Regions from separate parts of the Drosophila melanogaster genome. Here region 2 is linked to region 1. Evidence: chromatin contacts called from public Hi-C data. All regions are on one chromosome and are shown on one strand. The core of a region is the stretch at or near the end of the contact, and the rest is flanking DNA. Distances in the headings are between cores, read along the strand shown. Region 1 holds the start of NimA (Nimrod A). Region 2 holds the start of wb (wing blister).

Region 1 (3,838 bases), core at 903-3,402:
AAGCAGGCGTTGACCAAAATCGCCAGGAATGCAAGCGACAGGGTTAAAAAAAATTGTTGCGTCAATCGAAGAAAAATGCTTTTTGAGGTGCTGGCCGTTAAGGCGATTCTCTTCAAACACCTGAAGAGCTCCAATTAAAATAATTATGAAATTAATTCGAGCCAAGCGCAAGCGATCTCAAATCTCACAAATCATTAGACACGAAACCGAGGAAAAAAAATAAATAAACTAAGCCAAAACTGGCTGCTTCTTGTCATGGCTTGCAACTCGGCTTAGTGATGCAATCCAAAGTGTGTCAACAGCTTTGGCATCAAGTCACCGCATACAAGTGGAGCTCTTAATGCCCAATTGCAGATCGGTCCGCCTGGCTATCCAGCCAGGCCATAAGTGCTGGATTTTCCGCTTTTCATTTGCACTTTCCATCACTGACACCATGACATAATTATTTTCCAAACCCCCCCGTATTCGCCCGCTGTATCCACCGAAAAAGTGCGCAAAGTAAATAAATGAATAGAAAATAATAAAATAAACCAGCCGAGCCTGATTAGACCCCTCGGATCGAGCAACTGCAACCGGATTCTGGCCATGCTTGGTCAACACTTGGCCGCCGCCGTTGTTTTCCTCGCTTTTCCCACTGCGCAGTTGAAAATGGCCAGGCGGTGGTTTTTGTGGATTTAATAGTTTGTTTGTCTGCTCCAAACAATTGCCTAAAATTAATAACTATTGATTGACGCTAATAGGGAATCAGTTATCATCATTTATCACAAAAACATTCGCAAAATTGTGATGTAAGCGAGCTGGTTCTTTTATTTATTTTTTAAGATGTAATTAATGACCATTTAAATAAACATTAATAATTGACGATGTTTGCTATTTGATAACCACTATTAAACACTTTGCTTTTCAAATTTCTAAATATTTGTTTCATAACAATAATTATATTAACAATACCTTTGAACCACTTTATACATAATGCGTATACGCCACATGTGTCCAGTAGTTCAAGAAGTTTGGCAGCCAAGGACGCACGTGGCACCTCAGATGCTACAGGTCAAAACCGGTCGCTTGCATCTTGACCAAGTAAAGTGCAACGGCAGCTCCTGCAGTTAAGCACAGCTGCCGCTAAATCCAATCCATGGGGCTTCCGTTCTCCATACGAGAAGGACAGGAAACCCCGTTTAGATTGGCCAGAATTGCGCAATGCATCTGGTGGCGGACAGAACCCATATAGCGAGCGATATATATGAGAAATGTAATCAAAGTCGGCCATCGAATCGGGGCAATTTATGGATATCGTGGCGAGCGGCTTCCTGGTTGGGCAAATCGAATTCGAAATCAGGTTTGTGGCGCAGGCTCCCCGGGATGGTGGAAAAAGTGGCCACGGCGAAGGTGTTGCCACTGGCTGGGATCGCGGTGACGCAAGAGATGCCCGCAAAGGCAGAGCCGGCAGTGGAACACCTGCGTCCATTTGGATACTTGGCCAGTTGCCAGGCTCCCTGATCCGGAGGCAAAATCAGTTCACTACTCTACTCACTCACCTGGACCCTCATCACCTCGCGCATTTCCGTCTTGAAGGTGGCGCATCTCGGCGGGATCTCCATGCACCAACTGGAGGTCCGCACACGCACCGGCTGCATCTCTGGCACCTGGACGTGCTCCACATATGGCTCCTCGCGTATGCAGATGTTCCCGGGTCCCTGGATGGAGGGCAGAGCCACAACCCCAGCTTCAATATCTTTCACGTTTGTGTTGATCTTGAGGGTGCTGTTTTGTCCTGATCCCAATGGTAAAACCATTGCAAGCAGGAGGAGCAGTTTTCCGAATAGCTTTTCTCTTATCATATTTGTTGTTTTATATTTCACTTCTTTTTACAGCTGAAAGGCATTCACTTTATTCCTCGTTTACCATATCCATCAATGATTACTGATCGCAAATTTTTTTTAATTGATGAAAATTCTTTTGATACCCCGAAAACCTTAATCACTTTTGCCCATCTCCGTTTATTATTTTTAGGACCTTGAACTATTAATTCGCATAACACATTCCTACAATATTTAATATTCTGATCTAGTTCTGGTCCAAACGAGGATCTTATCCGCTTACATCCATCAATTTAAACCGTTTGATGTGCGCTGCGTGTACGTCTGGATCGCGAGTCTCGTAAAAACTGTTTCCCCGTTGGCGGCGATTCTGTTACTCACTCCGAATGTTCCTTCACGAAATAAAGTAAACTACGGAAAGCTACAACAAAATACAGTAGTCATTGCAAATTGTCGTCGAGCCAATAAAGGCCGTCCGGGGTGGCGAGGGACTTGAGATCGGAGAGCGGAAGTACGCACTGCACACCCAATTCTACAATTCATGGTAATTCTACAAAGCGAAAGTGAAATGTAAAGCATGCCGGTGAGCAGCGAAGTCTCCACTGCATGTGAATGAAACTCAACTCCCCAAAGCGATTACACCCCATACCCACTAGCCCCGCGATTGCGGCGAGGGCGATGATTGCATCTAATTGAAATGTTGATCATGTCCTTAACATGCGGCTGTCATTGCGGTGCAAAAACGCGACTACGCCAGTTGTTTTCGTAGTCACTTTTGTTTTGATTTCATTTCAAATCGACTTGCGCTTTTCTTCAGACCCAATTAAGCGATGATCCACAACTGGGTATTAGGTGGCAAAACTGAGATTTGCAAGATATGTTCTAAATCAAATTTAATCAACGATAAATTAGTATATTATATTGCTTTTCAATCTAAGAAAATATGTTGCTTGATTAAAAGTGCCAAGATTAAAATGCGTTTAACTTAAGAGTGAGATTAAATCTACGATAAACATAAACGTAATTAATACTTAAGTGCAAGACATGGCAGTTAAATTTACGACTAAAAAAAACAAGTACCAACAAACTATATCTTTGTTTAATGGTACTAACTAGACTACTTAATATTACAAGCGGATATAGCACCTGCTCAATTATTTGTTTATACAATAAAATCACTTTCAATTTGTTGTCAGCACTGGCAGATTTAAGCAAGCAATCGTGCTGTATTTGTGCTAAAAATAATGTGTGTACGATTTTGTAATTTTAATCAGGATTATACTTACTTATCTCGCTTGAACAGATTTAAATCGCTTTGCACATTCTTCGTATTGCCATTGAAATCATCTCCATTTAAGTTGATTAGAAATATGCGGAAAGTGAGCTGCACCACTCAAGTTACTTAGCTTAAGTGTCGTATTTCTTTGATAAACTTTAGAACAATGCCACCGAGATGACCGTGCAACGCCCCATAATATGCCCCAAACACCCGTCCAACCCACTCAAGTGTTGATTGTCTTGTTTACACCAAAGTTGCTGCTGCTGCAATTTATTAAATCAAATTTATACACAACAAAAAACCAGTTGGCGACTCCATCAGAAACCGCAGACGGGGCAGCAGCTGCAGCGAAAACAAAAGCACAACTATGAAATTGCAGCACGTTTATTTATTTTATTTGATTAAATTGTAAGCAACAACCATAGCAGCAACAACAAAACCCACCAAATGAGTGAGCAATGTGCGTGCGACGCCGGAGTTCCAATGACCCGCATGGGTTGCACACACCATCCCACTCGGTGCTGCCTCAAATGCCCCCCATCCCACTCAGCTCTTCACCAATTTGGATACTGGTTTTGCAAGAGGGTATTCGAAAGAACATTGCTGCATGCCAGGATCAACGAAATCTTCAGGAATTTACAAGAAATTAATGTTTCGAGTAGGTGTCTGAATCTACTTCATGAATCATCTTTCTTAACATAATTTCATTTGTTGTATATATTAGTTCATCAAGGGGTAT
Region 2 (4,084 bases), core at 97-2,596, 310 kb before region 1:
ATAGAATTTCAAAAAAAAAAAAAAAAAAAAAAAAAATACAAATAAAGAGCAGCTCAGGAAAATTAAAGAATCTCTTCCTCCTGTCACAACTTTCACATGAAAGTTCTTTCAACTTGAGCGGCCAAATATGGCAGAAACACGACCAGCGACCAGGAAACTGATGGCGAGCAATGCGAGCAACTTCTGGTGCTGCACAATCGATCAGGGAACCATATTTAGAAGAGCCTATCCATAGTTATAGACATTTACCTCCACCTCCTGCTCCTCCTCCGGATTTCTGTAATTTTCCGTTGCGACGACGCTGCGGCGGCTTCTTCTTGGTGACGGATTCCGAGGAGGCAATAGCCAACATCGATTCCGAGTCGGCAATGTTACTTTCAATGATCAGGCCACTTTTGGTTTTGTGACGTCTCGATGATTGCGGTGACTTCTTCTTCTTATCGGGACTCGACGCAATTCGAGCTCCTGTCCAGGACACAATGTTCTGCTGGAGTTCCGTGGAGTTGTCGTTGAGCGGCATGCTATAATCCTGTAGGTCCTTGGCAGTGGAGAATCCACGCAACCGTTTCCGCTGCCTTTTGGCCTGACAGTGGGTGACCAGCAGGATGAGGATCAGGCCCAGTGGCCATTTGATAAAATTTCCGATTTGCATGCTGGACGAACTGAATGCACTACGATCACTAATGACACATTATATTCCGTTCGACTTTGAACTTGGATATATTTTCTGTGCTCTTTTAATAAAACCACTTGAGATGCAGGCACTTATTCCTTGGTATTTTCATTCATAATATTTTTTATTTTCACTGCACAGATTGTTCTTTTTTTTTGTATTATTTCTTTTTCAAATCATTTACGATTTCCGCTCGAATTTTTTCTCCACTTTTTTACGCATTTGCTCTTGCGAATCTTTCACTTTATTTGCTCGATTTTGCGTAGACTTCTTGCAACTTTGCTACTTCAAGATTTTTGCGCTATTTAATTTTATTTTTGTTTCAGACACATTTCCCACTTTCCTGCTCAGCGACAAGCAAACATTTTTCTCGCCAGCTATTTTCGTATTTTCGTATCCTCGACGTGAAGTGTAAAAAGTGAACAAAAATCGATCTTGCGTTGCAGGGAAACTCGGAAATGGCATACAGAATTTTGCATTCACTTATTTATTAGCAGTGGCTTATCGCATAATTGCCGTTTAATTTTATGACACATAAATAAATCGCCAGAGCAGCGGCCGCACTATTCGAACGCACTATCATCTAGAATCCAGCCATCGCACAGGCAAAGCACAGCACTCGAGACCCGTCGCGTGTCTTGCTTCCTACGCAAACGACCGTCAAACACGAACTGATCGCAAGCGCTGCACTTCAGACCAGATCCGTGAGAGTGTGGACCTTGTGGATCGCATTCGGCGGCTTGTTCCTTTTGCAGCACTTCGTTCAGATGTTTCTAAAGATGGAAAGCTATTCCTTTTCTATGATGAAAACTTACATATACAAAAAATGTATATTTACAGGAATGATATTATTAATAATGTTTGAGTTTGCACATTGAAGACATAAATGAAACAAGAGTGCAGAGCCAAGAGGAAGTGGCATTGGCCTTCTGGGAAATCTAACACCTAGGAATGGGTTATGGTTTCTAATTAGGTACATGCTTTATTGATCTTGGCCGATAATAAACTGCATGACCTTTGCCCGAGGAGAGTTTACACTGTGAATAATTAGGGATAAGTGTTATGATCTTAGGATACCTCCAAAACTGAGTCTAGAATTTGTCAATTTAAACTGAAAACAGTATTTAATTTGTTTATCTTAATCTAAAGCATAAATTTAAAGGAATTTTTATACAAACCTTTAAGTGTAAATATACTGCGAGTTTGTCTTAACAATTAATCAGGTAACCCTTTGCATTTCCTATTTACTTCACTATTTCCATAGTTCAATGCCAGCTTATCAGCTGATTTATTTACATCGCTATCAGGGCAAGTTACGATCCACAAAGGTGAGTTTGCTGATTTACCTGTTGCTCTGGTGAATGTTGCAAGCCAAATCGTTTAACTTTAGCAGGTAAACAGGCTGCAAGTGGCCGAGCCAGGAGTCGGGAAATTCCCGGGGTGCTAAAAAAAAACATTTGTAGTCCTGCGAGCACCTTGCACTTGAACCGCCTTTGTTGTCCGTCGCTTGTTTTCCTTTCCAGCCTTCGCCACATGTTTTCCACTTTATATCAGTTTTGACAGTTTCGCATTGAGGGTTCCGACCTTTTTGCCGCTACTTTGTTCTGACCCTCGATGTCCTACGGTCATTTCTGATTATCCTGCGGTGCTTTTGTAACGTCGTCACGGCATTTCAACAGGTGAAAAGAGCCCCTGGCGAGTGGAGCGAATTGAGGCACTTAACGCCAGTTTGAATGGTTCCCAAAAGATATCTGAAAGATATTTCCTGCTAATACGACCATACTCATTGGACGTTTTACGGTGGCGCACGTTTCATGTTGCCCGCGGTTATTTGCAGCCCAATCGTGTGGCCCTTACATAAATACCTCATTCTTCCTAATAAGTTTGCGTTTCATTTGCCAGTTTGCAGGGCATTGAAGGGTGGGAAAAGCACAGGTAGACGATGTTCTGGGTTCTACATTCCCCAAATTAAATGCAATTTATTGTTTCAAGATTCTGAGAATAAATATCTATAGATTTTCTTTGTTAACTTTAGCTGTTTTAAAAATTCGCATTACATTTACTTAAATTTTTCTTTTATTTTAAGTCGCAAGATATACATTGTACAAATTAGGATGTATGCCCTTCGTTTAGTTGAAGTTCGAAACTCATAAATAAGCAAGGAATCCAGAATGGGCATCCCCTCTTTTTATCTGTGTTGCAATTTGTTGATGCCTTTGCTGCTGTTGCTGCTGCTCTGGCTCGAAGAGCATTTGTTGAAGCGTGAAACAGCAGTTTCACGAGCCGGCTAAAAGAGGTGCAATTGTCGATCCCTTTGGCCCTCGCAAAGGATTGGGAATCGAGAGTTGCCCAGCCTTCTGGCACACCCGCACACACTTCTGGCACTTTATCCATTGTCGATGCGCCGTTTAAATTGGTTCGTTTAACAGAATCGAATACCAAAACCCAAGGCGGCATCGAATGAAACGAGCCCGAACGAGAGATTGGAAGGAAATAAAAGGGTTTTTCTTTTTTCTTCAGCTTGTGCGCATGCCCGGCTTTAAGTGCCCGACGTACTTGAGGATAACGATGAGTATGCGGAGGATAATCATGGCGGCGGCGGCGATGATGATGTTGTTGCCGCTGCCCTGATGAGGCTGCTGATTTCGGCGTGATTTATGCATCTTAATTGAAATGATGGCTTACAAATTGTTTGGCACAAGTGCACCAAAAAGGGTTAGGAACTGAAAAGGAAGGAGGTAGCATTCGAGTTCCAAAAAAGGAGTTCCTGGAAGGAAGGTTGCTGTGGCTTAGGAATGCGATCAACGCACGACAGGACTTCCTGTTTGCAATCACTTTACTTATTATATTATTTATTTATGGAATATTGTGGATATAGGGTTCTTTCGGTTCAGGATTCATATGGCATGGTGGATATATGTATGTATCATCAATTTAATGCTTAAAATGTAGTTAGTAACCATTATTTGTAGCTTGCTTACTTACTTACTGCCCAGCAATCATGGCACTTACCATTCCTAGTAAGAATACACGATCGTTGGCAAGGTTCTGGCAATTTCCCAACCACTTACAAGATTAAAATCATATTGCAACCTCTTGCTAACTACTTTCACACACAGCCAGTCCAAGAGGCAATTCCACATCCACAGGTATATTCAATTTTCTAATAGCCGCCTCCTAATCAAAACTAAGGCATCGAACTTTTATCAATAGCTTCTTTCGCCCCCAAAATCTTCGAGTGGGTCTTGTGGCCAGCTCTAGGCGCAAAACCAATTAAGCCGAGTATCGAACAACAAACACACTCACGGACACAAAGGTGGAAACAAATAAGGAAGTATTCAGGAGGATCGCCGTCTGCGATCTGTGCTCCATGGGCCTACCGCCTTGCGTCGGTAGCCCAGCTGAGAGAAA

Evidence for each region. A called contact is a pair of places that touch in the nucleus more often than the background predicts.
Region 2: a contact with region 1 is called in a Hi-C map of the Kc167 cell line, with 1.7 times the contacts expected there. A contact is called at or near these places in 3 of 107 Hi-C or Micro-C datasets (the Kc167 cell line, the S2 cell line and embryo).

What each region holds. Positions count from the first base shown.
Region 1 is chr2L:13,955,853-13,959,690 of dm6, reverse strand. NimA (Nimrod A) reads right to left here and starts at 2,152. Exons shown (of 5, transcript NM_135847.6): 1 at 1,539-2,152. The coding sequence starts at 1,841. It overlaps Ance-3 (Ance-3,), which reads right to left. Exons shown (of 9, transcript NM_001298988.1): 9 at 3,503-3,838.
Region 2 is chr2L:14,260,289-14,264,372 of dm6, reverse strand. wb (wing blister) reads right to left here and starts at 1,346. Exons shown (of 16, transcript NM_165086.3): 1 at 250-1,346. The coding sequence starts at 652.